Regions from separate parts of the Callithrix jacchus genome. Here region 2 is linked to region 1. The links are chromatin contacts, called in public Hi-C maps. All regions are on one chromosome and are shown on one strand. The core of a region is the stretch at or near the end of the contact, and the rest is flanking DNA. Distances in the headings are between cores, read along the strand shown. Region 1 overlaps ITPR2 (inositol 1,4,5-trisphosphate receptor type 2). Region 2 has its middle 11 kb from the start of BHLHE41.

Region 1 (7,179 bases), core at 4,271-6,770:
AATAATTTTTGAGATAAATAAACTTTATCAAAATTGAACCCAAATGAGACAGAAAAACATAAAGGGACCATTTTCACATAATAAATAAAGGAAATTGTCAAAGAGCAAACAGCCCAAAAAGCTCTAAGCCCAGATAGTTTCACAGGGAACTTCTACCAAATAGGAGATCAATCCAACACTTTTTAACTGTTTCAGAGCAGAAGAAAATAAGAAAAACTTCCCAGTTCTTCCTATGAAGCAAATAAAAAACTGACAAATAGTGATCAGCAATAAAAAATACATACAATATTTTTACAAATATCATTGTGTACAAACACACGTGTGTGTGTGTGTGTGTGTGTGTGTGTGTGTGTTAGTGAATTCCATGACCCAGTGGAATTTGTTCCAGGAATGCAAAGATGGCTTAATATAAGAAATATTAGAAAATTGCCTAACAAAATAGGAAGTTCATAGAAATATAGTACTTATATAAAATATCAAAAAAGTCCTATGATTATGCTGTCTAGATACTGAAAAGCCATTTGACAAAATTTAATTTCTGATGTTAAAAATAAGTATAATAAATACATGCTTTTTTTTTAACAAAATAAAATATATTTATCTTGTCCCAAAAGCCAGCATCATGCTTAATGGGAAATATTAAAGGTATTCTCAGTAAGGCCAGAGAGAGACAAAGATGTTCATTAACATTAATATTTAATATCTGATAGATGTACAAGCCAAAACAATTAGCAGAGAGAAATGATTTAGAGACAAAATATTTGGACACCATCAATATTTGCAGATGGTATCATTTTGTCCTGTGAACACCAAAGACAATAAAATGCAAAACTACTGAAAACAGTAAGATAATTTATTAAGGTAATAAGGTTTAAAGCATGAAGAGGTTCTCCATGAACTAATATGGCAAAATCAACGAGATATATTAAGTAAAAAGAGCAAGGTGTGACACAGTGGTGTGATAAGTGATACAGAAACAAACAAATGTATTTATTTGCTTGTATATGCATAAAGGAACTTTGAAAAGATACATAAGAAACCAACAATAGTGATTATCTAGGCAGTGGGTAGGTGGGAGGATGGGAATATGGTCAAGGGCAATGAAGGTGGGGGAGAAACTATTCTTGTTAACTTTTGGTACCATGCAGTATATTACCTATTCAAAAATTAAATGTAAAATAGTTTTTAATTGAGATAGTTTTCTTAAAGTTCTCAGAGAAACATACCAGTTATTGAGCTGTTGCCTCTCAGCTCCAAACTGGCCCTTGTGATTTGGGGATGAAATTTTATGGATCACATTTCTGCTTTGCTGGCTAGATACAGGGTAGGCTCTGCCAATAGGAAGTATGAGAGGGAGATTGCATGCAGCCTGGGAGGAAGAAGAGACTCCAGGAAGGAAGAAGAGACTTGTTCCTCTTTTCTGCTTCCTGTGGGCTTCCTGTTTACTTCCTGTTTTTGCTTCCTGTTCTAGTGAGTGTCATTCCAACCACACTTTATTCTGGCAAGGGTGGATCCTGCTCAAAGCCACAACTAACCCAGTGTGCAGTTTTTCTAACATACCCTTCCCCTAGAGACAGCTGCTTCTTGCCTTTGCCAGTGGTCCCCAAGGTCTGAGTTCCAGCCACATGGGACCACTCATCTAAGTTTTAAGTTTTAGGAATGCCAAGTACTTCTCTTTGTTCCTGATGTAGGGGTGAGATCTGCTTCATGAAACGGCTATCTTTGTGACACTTTAGTATTTTCTTTTAGTCTTTTGTTTCTTCATTCCTAGCTATCAATTTTTTATATTGAATTTTTTGTTAAAATAATTTGTGGATTTTTTCTGTCTTCTAATTCAAACCCGATTGATAGACCAACTGTGCAAATCTTTCTCTTTATTTTATTTATTTATTTAGAGACAGAGTCTTGGTCTTTCAGCTAAGCTGGAGTGCAGTGGCACTATCTTGGCTCACTGCAACCTCCCTTTCCTGTCTTCAAGCAATTCTTCTGCCTCAGCCTCCTGGATAGCTGTGATTACAGGTGCATACCACCACGCCTGGCTAATTTTTGTATTTTTAGTAGAGATGGGGTTTTACCATGTTGGGTAGGCTGGTTGCGAATTTCTGACCTCAGGTAATCTGCCTGCCTCGGCCTCCCAAAGTGCTGGGATTATAGGCATGAAAACACCGTCCTGGCCTTTTCTCTTTATTTTTTTAAGCACATACTATATCTATATATGAATTTGACTGATTTGATATTTATAGGGTGTGGATCCTCTATAGGTGATATAACTTTGAAAACTTACAGCAGAACAAGTCAGGAATCAAGTAGAATTAGTTTACTTAAGGAATATAACATGTTTGTTTTTAGAGTATCTGGATAAATTATTTCCTGAACTAAACATCACATTAAAGTAGCAATATGAGTCATTGTGAAAGAAAGTACATTAAAGCCTCAGATTTTGCCCCTAAGAAGCTTCCTTTCTATGATGTAAATACTCAAATAGAAACTCCAGTTAGCCAACCTATATAATGCTGATTTAATTTATTTTATTATCTGAAGATATTTTTTGGGAAGTGGTACATTTTCAATAGTTATGCAAAACTGGTATTAATATTTAGTTCATTTGCAAAGAAAAGTTTACTCACTTATAACTGAGGTTCAGAAAACGATGATACTTTATTATTTATTTTTTAAATGTAACTCATGAAAAAATAATTTCTATTAATTATATAATATAAATACTAAAATTTAAGATAAAAATACCTTAATAGTTGTCAATCATATACTTGGTAATGCACCATGACAGCTGAACCATTAATTATGCACTTCTAAAAAATACATGTTCTGCAAAGTTGCATGTACCCTGTTATTAACTGTCAACATTTTCAGATTCATTATACACAGTCGGGGGCCCCTCTGGAGTCTTTCCAAAGCTTGAGCCAGGATGCTTTGGTCATGAAGCATGTAGGTTCACAGACTTAATTTGGCCTTTCAAACACTTTCCTTTAAAACAAATATTTGTGGTACAAAACAAGATGATCGTAAAAAGAGTGGGAGGGAGGAATGAAGAAAGAGATGCTCAGGGAGTCCCATCTCCAACAGTGATGGATCACATCTCATCTTTTAAAGATGCAGACAGGAAAGGAAACATCAACAACAACAAAGCCAGACTCAGTTATGGCAGAGTAAGGGATTAGCTAGTCCCTTTTTATTATTTTGCCAAGATGCAGCAGTGAGTTACATTCCCTGATGATAATGAGCTACCCTCCATCACCAACTCATTAAACCAACTCTGAATTCGCTCATTAACAAAGTTACTCCAGCTACCATCAGTTTAAGACCTGGAGGCTAGCCTTTACACAGCGCATGCCATTTAGTGAATTATTTCCCACTATATTCTTTCAACTATTATAAAATCCTACCGTGTCAGACACAGAATATTTTATATCTATTCTAGCAAGATATATTTTCTATTAAAGTTTTACTAAGAACCAAAAAGAATAAACTATGTTTTTATAATTTGATTTGAATAAACAGGATGAACACTATATAGTATGAATATTCGAAACTTCAGTTAACCAACCAGTACATGCTGATTTAATTTAACTATCTGAAGAATTTTTTAGATATTATATAGTGTTCATCCTGTTTATTTATTTATATACACACACACATCAGAAGTGCAGCATAGAGATGTTCTAATGCTATCTCTGTAGCTTAGACTATTAGACATGAAGTAGCCACCAATCCTGATCTTACATCACAATCACCTGGGAAGTTATTTTAAAACTATGTATTCCAAGCTTATGCTGTAGACATATCAAATCAGGATTTCCTTGAAATATGGTCCAATACGGCCCAGTTTGTGGGTCAGTATTTGGGGACAATTAATATAGTGAAAGAAAACATTTAAGATCTGCTTTGGAACCCCTATCCAGTCACCTCTGAGCAGTGTGACCCCCAAGCAATTCATTATTCTTCTTGATGCATCCATTTTCCCTTTGGTTAAATAGAATAACACCTACTATAGATAGTTATGAAAGTTACATAAATGGGAAAGTACATGTGCAAGTTAAATCTCACACATCACTTAAGCAATTTATTAAGTTAAAAAATTGTAAAATTCTGGGTTTTAGTACATATTAGAAAATAATCTACTAACATTAAAATCAGGATATGAGAATTTACCTTAAGCAAATTTTTAAGAAGATTTTTCAAATAACAGGAGAAAAAAAGCCTTTCTTCCACAGGGGGAAAAAAACCACAACAACACCTGTTTTGTTACAGTTCAAGACTGTTTTACCTAAAATCACAAAAGAATTGTACACCTAATCCCTGTTGATATAACAAAATGGAAGCATTCTGCAAAACATTTCAATGCCTCAGGTTTCAACTCAGTGTCTGCACAATTCTAATGAGCATCATCTCGCCAGGGCTTTTGGTTAAAAACTTAAATCCTATTTGAAGCAAAATAGCAGTAGAGGGAGCTGGGATAGTCAAATCACATCATTGATTTTGGTTGTTTCCCAGAGGCTTTTTAGCTTCTAGTATGATAACAACCCTCAACTTCTTTCCCAAGCCTCAATTTCTCAACTTCTATTACCTTCCTTCTTTCATCCCAGATAACTTTTTATAAAAATATATCTAGAAGTCTCAACCAAACAATATAGGGTTAATTTCCAACTGTTCCTTAAATCAATCAGCTATAATCTCACAAAAAGTTAATTTGCTAAATAGTAAAAGGTCATTTGAGCTCACAGTTTAGTTTTAATTTAACTGAACTCACAATTTAAGACTTTTTCTCACTAATATTCCTGCCCTCCACCAAATTATCACTGTATCAATTTGTTTATTCTCACTCATAGATAATTGCATTGAAAAACTAAAATACTGGCAGTCTTTTAAGAAGATTCTCAAAAACAATGACAAAATCTATTTTTTGCTTTTTTTAAAAAAAAATGCCTACTGCTAACTATCTATAAGAACACATTTTTCTCTAGTTGTGAGGGTTGATACCCCCCCCACACACATTATTTATCCAGGTTATACAATGCTTAAATTCAGCTCTTCAGGGGTATGATGATGTATGCATAATGCAAATATTCTTGCCGGAATTATAATGGCAATTTATCAATTTATGTGCAGCTAATCAATCCATTTGCTTTCTAGTGTAGAGCAGTACAAGCTTATCTCATGCAGACTCACGGATTGTTCAAAGCAATCTAATTGAATTTCAGGGCCAAGAGCATTGCACAACACGTGATGCGTCTCCAGTGGAGCACAGTGCCAGACACTGCAGGCGTTACATAATCACATGCTGTTGTTGGCAGAGCCGCCTCAGTGGCTTGGCAGTCTGTGTCTCCTCCAATCATGCCCCGCAGCTTTAATCTGCACAGAGTGCTCACATGTACTGTCACATGTTTTGGGACTTTCATAGCAGCAAATAAAACAGAGACCATTTCCCTACTGATAGAAACAGTTCATTAAAACCAGTCACACAGCACACAAGATTATTATAGGATAGAAGGCATATGTAACACAGATGCTTCTAAGCAAGCAGCAGAGAAAGCAAATTTCGAATAATCAATTTTTCACATGAATAAAGCTATCTAATAGTATCCCTGTCATTTCAAATGAATTTTCAAATTGGGGAGGTGTGGGAATAATATATTTTAGATACTACATAGAGTATAACCAATTGACAGGTATGAGCTAGATATTCCTGAACATGAGCCACAGACAGTACTTTCTAAACCTCATATACTCATCATTTTACTTGCAGGGATTAGTCAAGAAATAGCACAACTATGAAATATTAAGTACATCTGGTTTTTAAGTAATGTCATTTGATTTATAAATATTGAACCATAATATATATATAAATATTTACCCTTGCCTTATTATTTTACTGCTAATGTTTTTGCCCAAATGTAAACATATCTATAAAATTGATAATGAAATACAATACATGCTAAACAAATTCCTACCCATATTTTGTTTTAAAATTTTTAAAAAACAGGTCTATGTACAAGATCTTGAACTCAGGTGCATGTCAATGTCTGCAGATTTTTTCAAAAAATAGATTGGTTTAATCTATACAAGGGCTGAAAACAAAGTTGACAAACCATATATTTTCTGATTCCATGACTTATTTACGTCTCCACCAACTACTAAAATATTATCAAAATAAATAGTGTAATACTACAGTAGTTAAAATTAAGCAGGTTATAAATTGTATAAAAATATCACTAAAACAGAATTTTAAACAAAATATGACTGATACTATAACTAAATTTAGAAAAATTTTGCTTTTATGACTCAAAAAATTATTTATATTTATAAAGTAAGAACTCAAAATACAGATGGAATAAAAATAAAACATGTATTTTATATAATTTAAAACTTTAAACCTGAGAAACGAGTGGAATAAGTCATTGGTGAGAGGGTGACACCTACTGATAAGTTGTGATATTGCAGCCCAGCTCTATAGGCTGCCCATTCTTCCTACCGTCTCAAGGAAGAAGCAGGATATAGAAATTTCCAAAGATTTTACTGTAAAATATGGACATCACTACCATGAGGAGAGTGTGGGCATGGAAGACAGGCGATGTCAAAGCAGAGATACTCAAATATCCCTGCCAACCTTTCTGTTGCTAAAGTTTCCCAAAGTTCAGGTCTTCATGTTTTTCATTCTATAACAACTTCCTTTGAGTACTTTTCAAATGGAATTTATGACATATAAAGTCCATCCTTTTTTTTTTTTTTTTTCTGAGAGACAGAGTCTCACTCTGTCACCAGGCACCAGGCTGGAGTGCAGTGGCATGATCTCGGCTCACTGCAACCTATGCCTCCCAGGTTCAAGCAATTCTCCTGCCTCAGCATCCTGAGTAGCTGGGACTACAGGCACACGCCACCACACCCAGCTAATTTTTGTATTTTTAGTATAGACGAGGTTTCATCATGTTGGCCAGGATGGTCTCGATCTCTTGACCTTGTGATCCACCCGCCTTGGGCTCCCAAAGTGCTGGGATTATGGGTGTGAGCCATTGTACCTGGCCCAAGTCCAACCTTTTTAAGTGAAACAGACTGAGAAACACATTTCAGAAGCTCTCACCTGGACAGCTACAATTCTTTTCTAATGGCATCCCTACCTACAGCATTTGTAACCAATAGTATCACAGCAGGATTAATCTTATA
Region 2 (6,499 bases), core at 3,021-5,520, 420 kb before region 1:
AGCATTAGCAAAGACTCCTACCCAGAAAGTGGAAGAGACGGTAAGGATACCAAGCAGCAGGCTCTGACACTGACAATTATCTAGGGCAGTCTGAGAATGAAGGGGTCCTTTCCCTGGTTCCTGAATTCCCGGGTCCTTGTGAAAATTCTAAAGAGGGTTTGGGGAGAGGAGGGGGGCAGGAGAGTCCACAATGACTCTCTAATCATTTTCTAACAGCCCTTGGGCAGGTGGCATGAAGTCAGACTTAATGAGAGAAAATAAGAATATGCATCACTTCTTGCACATGCACGTTTGTAGAATACGATGTTAAACATCAAAATGGAGATTTAAAGAAAGGGCTAAGAGCAAAGAAGTGGGTGAGGTTAAGTTTTGACTAAAATAGTTATGGAAGTTTTCACAGAGGAGGTGCAATTTAGCTTAGTTTTGAAGGATGAGTAGGAGGTATCCAAATGTAAGTTAATCTACCTAAAGACAAACATTTGAGAGTGCAAAGCATAGTCAGGGAACTTGCAGTAGTTCAGTGCAACTAGGCCATTAGATGCCCATCTTTCCACTGGGGGAAACAGTACAAGGGAGGAAATGGAAGAGAGTGAAACCAGAAGGGAAGGTTTAAGCCTTCATACAGTCTTCATGCAGGAAGGGAGTCCCGGACTATGCTTCAGTATGTGTTCTGTGTTTAGAAAGTTAATTGGCTGGGCAGTGGCTCATGCCGTAATCACAGCATTTTGGGAGTTCTAGGCGGATGGATCACGAGGTCAGGAGTTCAAGACCAGCCTGGCCAACATGGTGAAATCCCGTCTCTCCTAAAAATACAAAAATTAGCCGAGTGTAGTGGCATGTGCCTGTAATCCCAGCTACTCGGGAGCCTGAGGCAGGAGAATTGCTTGAACCTGGGAGGTGGAGGTTGTGAGATCATGCCATTGCACTTCAGCTCTGGGCGACAGAGCAAGACTCCATCTGGGGGGGTGGGGGAGAAGAAAGTTAATTGTGCTGGCTGTGTGGTCAATGCTTGGGGAAGGGAAGATTGGACAAAGGCCATTAAGTAGGCTCTTGCGACAGTTCAGGTGAGAGCTGATAAGGGTTTGAACTAGAACAGTCACTGTGGGAATGGAAAGGAAGGTTTGAATTTTGATAGTCATTTATTGAGTACTTAGTGTGTGCCATGCATTGTGCTAGGTGCTGAGATTAAGCGAATAAATACTAAGCCTTGAGTTGAAGAAGCTCATTGATTAAGGAACAAAGGTTACCACACCTGGTAGAGCCTAGAGCTGAGGCAGCTGAGACTGGTAACAAAGGTTACCACACCTGCCTAGAGCTGAGGCAGCTGAGACTCAAGCCTTAGTCACATGCGTTGTGCATTCCATTGTGGGTCACAGTCAGAGATTCCGTTTCCACACAGGGGTTGGGGCCATCTGAGAGGTGAGAAACAAGAAATTCACTTTTTCCTCTACAGGGCTATTACAGCTATTCTTGCTGGCTAAAGGGATCAAATGACCAAAATCTTTAATTTTCAATTTGACAGAAGGAACGCCACTAGATGAGCAATTTTTTAGACACAGTAACTTGCAATCATTTGGACTAAGGTGAAATTTAATAACTCTATTGTTAAGGGAATCCATTAATGCTTCATCACTGTTTCCAATAAGCTTCCAAATCAGGCTGAATCTTTTCCCATTTGCAGATATAAGTTGTTCATAGCCTTTGCCTCCTTACCACTTACTGACTTTTCTATGTAGTTTATTCTTTGAATCACACAGTACCTGGAACATAGCAGGTGTTCAGTAAGAGTGGAGGTAATGGATTCATAACACACAACATGATGCTTTGAGAAGCTGTGTGCTGTTACCTTTGGAGGCGATCAAACTGAAGTAGTCGCTAGAAATGTTCATTCATCCAGAAAATATTTGAGAATCAATACATATTTATCTTTTAAGGGCCATATTTATTTACTTATTGCCAGGCACCATTCTTGCATTGCACAAAGCAATGAATAAAACTAAGTCCCTGCTTATCCTACTGAAGTAGACAGGCAATAAACAGATTACATGAGTGTGTATACACACACAGTACATTGTTGTATACATTCTATATCAGAGGTGGTACCTGTTATGAAGAAAAACAAAACAGTAAAAATAATGATGTTGGTGGAGGGGAAATATTCTATATATCGCCTATGGACTGCTCCGGGAAGGCCTTTCTGAAGAATGGTATTTGAAAAGAGATATAAGGTAGGGAGAGGAGGTCATGAAATTGAGTTTCCAGATATCTGGGGACCCAGTGTTGTAGGCAGAAGAAGAAAAAATGCAATATTCTGGTAAAGTATGAACCCTGTCCTGCTGGCAGACCAGCAGGGAAGCTACTATAAAAGGAGTGAGGAAAGGAGAGGAGACGTGAGTAGGAATTGATAGGATTGGAGGTCCAGCCCTTTCACCTAACATTCTTCCTAAGGGTCAATCGAAAAAATTTCGTGCTGAGGGAGAGGATGACTAATTGTCATAAATAATCTTTGTGTTGGCAAATGCCTGGGAAGCTTTGAGACTTTGCTAGGAGTCGTGAACATCATGGGGGGTGATGAACTTGTCTGTATGGAAGCTGCTGTATTTCCAACGCCTGGCACATAGGAGAAGCTCAATATATATTTGAGTGAATGTCTGAAGTTTATCTTCTCTTTTTCAACCTTTCAGAATATTAATAACTAAACTGTCTCGCGCAGTCTAAGTGGTGGAGGGCGGGAAAGACTAACTGCAACTGAAACTCAACCTATAGACACTATGTATACATATCATTAACGGGCAAACAACAAACAAAGGATGCCTTGTGCTTTGTTAATGTCTGTTAGCTTCCAGCATTCTGTCTCCAAGGTGGCACTCACTGTGCTATTTAGACTGGAGAGATTACAGCCATTCTGTGATGTCAGCAAATGGCACCTGACCTGTCCAGATATTACTGGCAACGCCTGAGATCTTTTTCCATCACATGACCAAAGCCCTGTTTGCGGAGGGTAGTGGTACTTCTCTACTTTTGCAACACCCTTGAGTATCTGTTATCTAAAAGGCACTATGAACTCCAAATTCCTCCAAACTAATTATTCATTTCAGATTGTTTATAAGAGTGTTTCAGAAAGTGTTACAAAATCAACGTGGTCGCTTCCAAGAGGGAAAGTGTTAGATGATCATTTTGCCCAAAAGGGGTTTGTAAATAGGTAAATCCATCTCCCGGTCTCTGGTTACATTAGTTTCCTTCACTTTACTGCACCATGCAAAATCCATTAGTGCCATAAAATCACTTCTTTTACTTTACACTTTGAACGGAAAGTCCCAGTGTATTTTATCACAATTAAACAAACTGCCTAGTGCTTAATTAGTGGGAATTCAATTTGCAAAACTCCATGTGAGCCCAATGAAAAGATGCAATGCCTCCGCCAGCCGGTACTGCGACACCTCGTTTGCCCGGAACTGTGCTCTAGCACTTTCTCCCCACCCCCACCCACCGCCCGGGGTTTTCCCCGCCAAGTCCTGGCCCAGGACCTGGACCCGCTGGGGTCCCGCCCGGCCGCGGCCAGTCCTAGACCGGAGTTCCCGCCCCAAGGCCCTCTGAGGCGGCTGTCGACCTTCGCGTAACCCGCGCCAGGAGGGCCGCTCGGAAACTGCTGTGTCAGAATGGTTCGAGGAGTCCTGAGTCAGAGCCAGCTTTAATTCGGGAGAGATGACTACCCAGGGCTGGCCCGCTGAGACGCAGCCGGGAAGGGTGTGGCGCAGCTGTCGGGAGAACGCGCCCGAGCCCGGCCGCCGCCGCTCTGCCCTCAGCCCTAGGGTCCCCGCGGTCCCCCACCCCGGCCCCGCGGCCAGTGGCCGGAGAACTGCGGGTGTGGAGAAGCAGCGCGCACGCGCGGAGGACAGCGAGAAGGCCTCGCCCCCTCTCACGTGCCACTCAGCGTGCGCCCAGACACGTGCACGCGCACGTGACTGCGACGCGTCCGGCTCCGGTTCCCTCACCCCGCGCGGCTGTACTTTGAACCCAGGCGTGGGAGACTGAAGCTGGGAAGGGAGGAAGGAAAACCGGGCGGGGAGGCCGGCCTAGGGGAGAATGATATCATCTGCAGCTTTATCGCTAGGCAACCTAAGAATGCTTCTCTCTCTCCAATCCTAGAGCTCCTTGAAGAGCTCAAGGCTGATGACATGATTTCCCCCTCCTTCCTTCCCCCCCAACCCCCCAAGCAGCGCTTCAACGGTGATTGAAGGAGCAAGGGTTGGTTTACTAGCTTTAAAATGAGGATCTTACAGGCACAGCTTAGAAATCGATCCATTATTGCAGCCACTTGGGTCTACAGAGGCCTTCGGGGTGCCCGCAGTCAGGTGCCTCTCTGGTCATACTCGGTTTACACAACCATGATAAGGCTATGCAGATAGATAAGTCTTGTTCAAGATAATATATATATTTGAAAACTAAGTCCTGCTTAAGGTGCCTTAGAATCCTGTGTCTTTATTATGTCATGTTATGACATTATAAAGTTTTTTTGTTTTTTTTTCTCGTTGCTCTAAGTTACAGGTCGCCAAGAGTTGGGTCCAGACTGCAGTCCCCCTGTTACAGCTACTTTTCGAATCACAGTGAGGAAGCTGCGAGGCCGCATAGGGAAGCAACATGTATTAAACTGTCTGGCAGATACTCAGTATCTCTGTTGTGCAGCACATAATATTCTCTGTGCACACCGATATGGAAAAGGCTCCAAAATTGAAACCTTAGCTAAAGTTCACAGTGCCCTAAAAATACTCTATATAAAAACTGAAGCACACGGCCCTCTCTCCAGCTTGCTGGATTCTGGAGGTTCTCTCTGACCAGATTTATTGGTTATTTTGGTCCTGGATCCCTTCTGTTACAGAGAACCTCTAGAGCGCAACTGGGACCACACAAGTACAGAGGGGCAGACAGCCCACCAGATAATGTGGAGACTTCTAAACTAGGAAAGAAACATTTCTGGATGTCTCCAAAGTGAGTGGACGGTGGAATAGTATGGTTAATTGTAGGAGATTTTGAAAATTATTTCCCTAGACTTTCGTCTCTCAAAATTATTGCATGCTCTATGCCATGATTTAGCAAGGTTATTAGGGTGATCATCTTTTCTCCTCCACCAACAAGTATACTCTGCCTTTTAGGATCAAACACATGGACTAGCTCAACTCATTCCATGAGAAAACCTCAGCCTATCCCTCTCCATTACTAAAACTATGGTATAAAAGTATAAAGATCACTAGACTCAGAACAAAAAGTCCTGGTTCTGTTACTGAGCTTTATGACCTTGGACTAGTTCTTTGCCTCAGCTTCCTCCCAAAGGTTTTTGAAAATCAGGCCTTCGGATGCCATATTTCCCCTCTAGGACTGTTTCTCTCCCCCCTCCCCACCTCACCTTACTCATAGGGAAAGAAGTCACCATTAGTTTCTTTTGGAAGAGGTGAGACACAGAGCTGCTTATGAGGTACTGCTGTCTTGCTGTCTTTTTCCCCTACCACATAAGATATGATCATGCTCTGAATGCTATCATATCTCACTTTGCAGCAGGAAATATCATGACTCCCTTGTTTCAGCCCATGGTTCAGATCCTCAGGAGGCGATGCTGGTGAGAGCCAGCATAGCAGTCAAGTTCTAAAGAGACTGGCAAGTTAGGAAATCTTGCTCAGACCTCAAGTCAAACATAGTCAATTAAACTGTACTGCAGCTTATTGTAAATGGCACTTTTTAAAGTTTAATTTCCAGTTGTTCATTGCTAGTGTATAAAAATACAAAGTATATTTGCTTACTGACGTTTTCTTCTGTGACTTTTCTAAATTCATGTGGTTTTTTTTTTGGTAGATAGATTCCCTGTGATTTACATATCTGATAATTTCATCTCTAAATAGAGTTTTACTATTAAAAACGTAAATAATTAAACTGTAGTGCAGCTTAAATCAGAACCAGGGTCTTCCAGAACCTTCTCTTTGGAGATGGCCTCATGCACTCATTGCGCTGTTCCTTCTGTAAAACCCAGTTACTTCTCACCTAGGTCTCCTCACTTAGATGCAATTAGTAGCTCCCACCCCCACCACAGTATTGTATCCATCCCTGGGTGGCACTTGCTATGTTGCAATGTAATTTATTTTAGTATAGGTCTATCACCCCCACTAGACTGAGATCTTCAGAGGTTAATCTTTGATTCTTTAGCACTTGCCATAGCACTTCACATACAGCGAGCAAAACAAATATCTGAATCATCACACACTTACTGAATCTGTAACTTCAAGATGAAAAGGAATGTGCTGCAATCATTGAGAAGTCTGAAACCCCTTACCATGGGTGTGTTTAAATTCAGAGGCAGCATCCCAGCCTACACAGCCACCCTGCCAGTTTCCCAGAATACTTTTGCATTCTGCCAGCCACCCAAGTGGTCCAAAACCCAGAGGCAGAGGAGGTTACATACAAGAAGCAGGAGCCAGAGTCATCCTTAAATCAAAATGCTGAATCAGTT

The links. Hi-C and Micro-C count contacts between places; a contact is called where the count stands out from the background.
Region 2: a contact with region 1 is called in a Hi-C map of skeletal muscle, with 2.0 times the contacts expected there. The contact joins two enhancer-like sites. A contact is called at or near these places in 2 of 3 Hi-C or Micro-C datasets (induced pluripotent stem cells and skeletal muscle).

The regions. Positions count from the first base shown.
Region 1 is chr9:44,758,137-44,765,315 of calJac240_pri, reverse strand. All of the region lies in intron 37 of ITPR2 (inositol 1,4,5-trisphosphate receptor type 2), which reads right to left. Among named protein-coding and RNA genes, the nearest start is that of SSPN, 340 kb to the left of the region's middle. Within about 2 kb of position 5,520, at least 5 of the 16 cell types and tissues checked have an H3K27ac peak or open chromatin away from gene starts, as enhancers often do.
Region 2 is chr9:45,177,327-45,183,825 of calJac240_pri, reverse strand. No RefSeq gene overlaps it. Among named protein-coding and RNA genes, the nearest start is that of BHLHE41, 11 kb to the right of the region's middle. Within about 2 kb of position 4,270, at least 16 of the 16 cell types and tissues checked have an H3K27ac peak or open chromatin away from gene starts, as enhancers often do.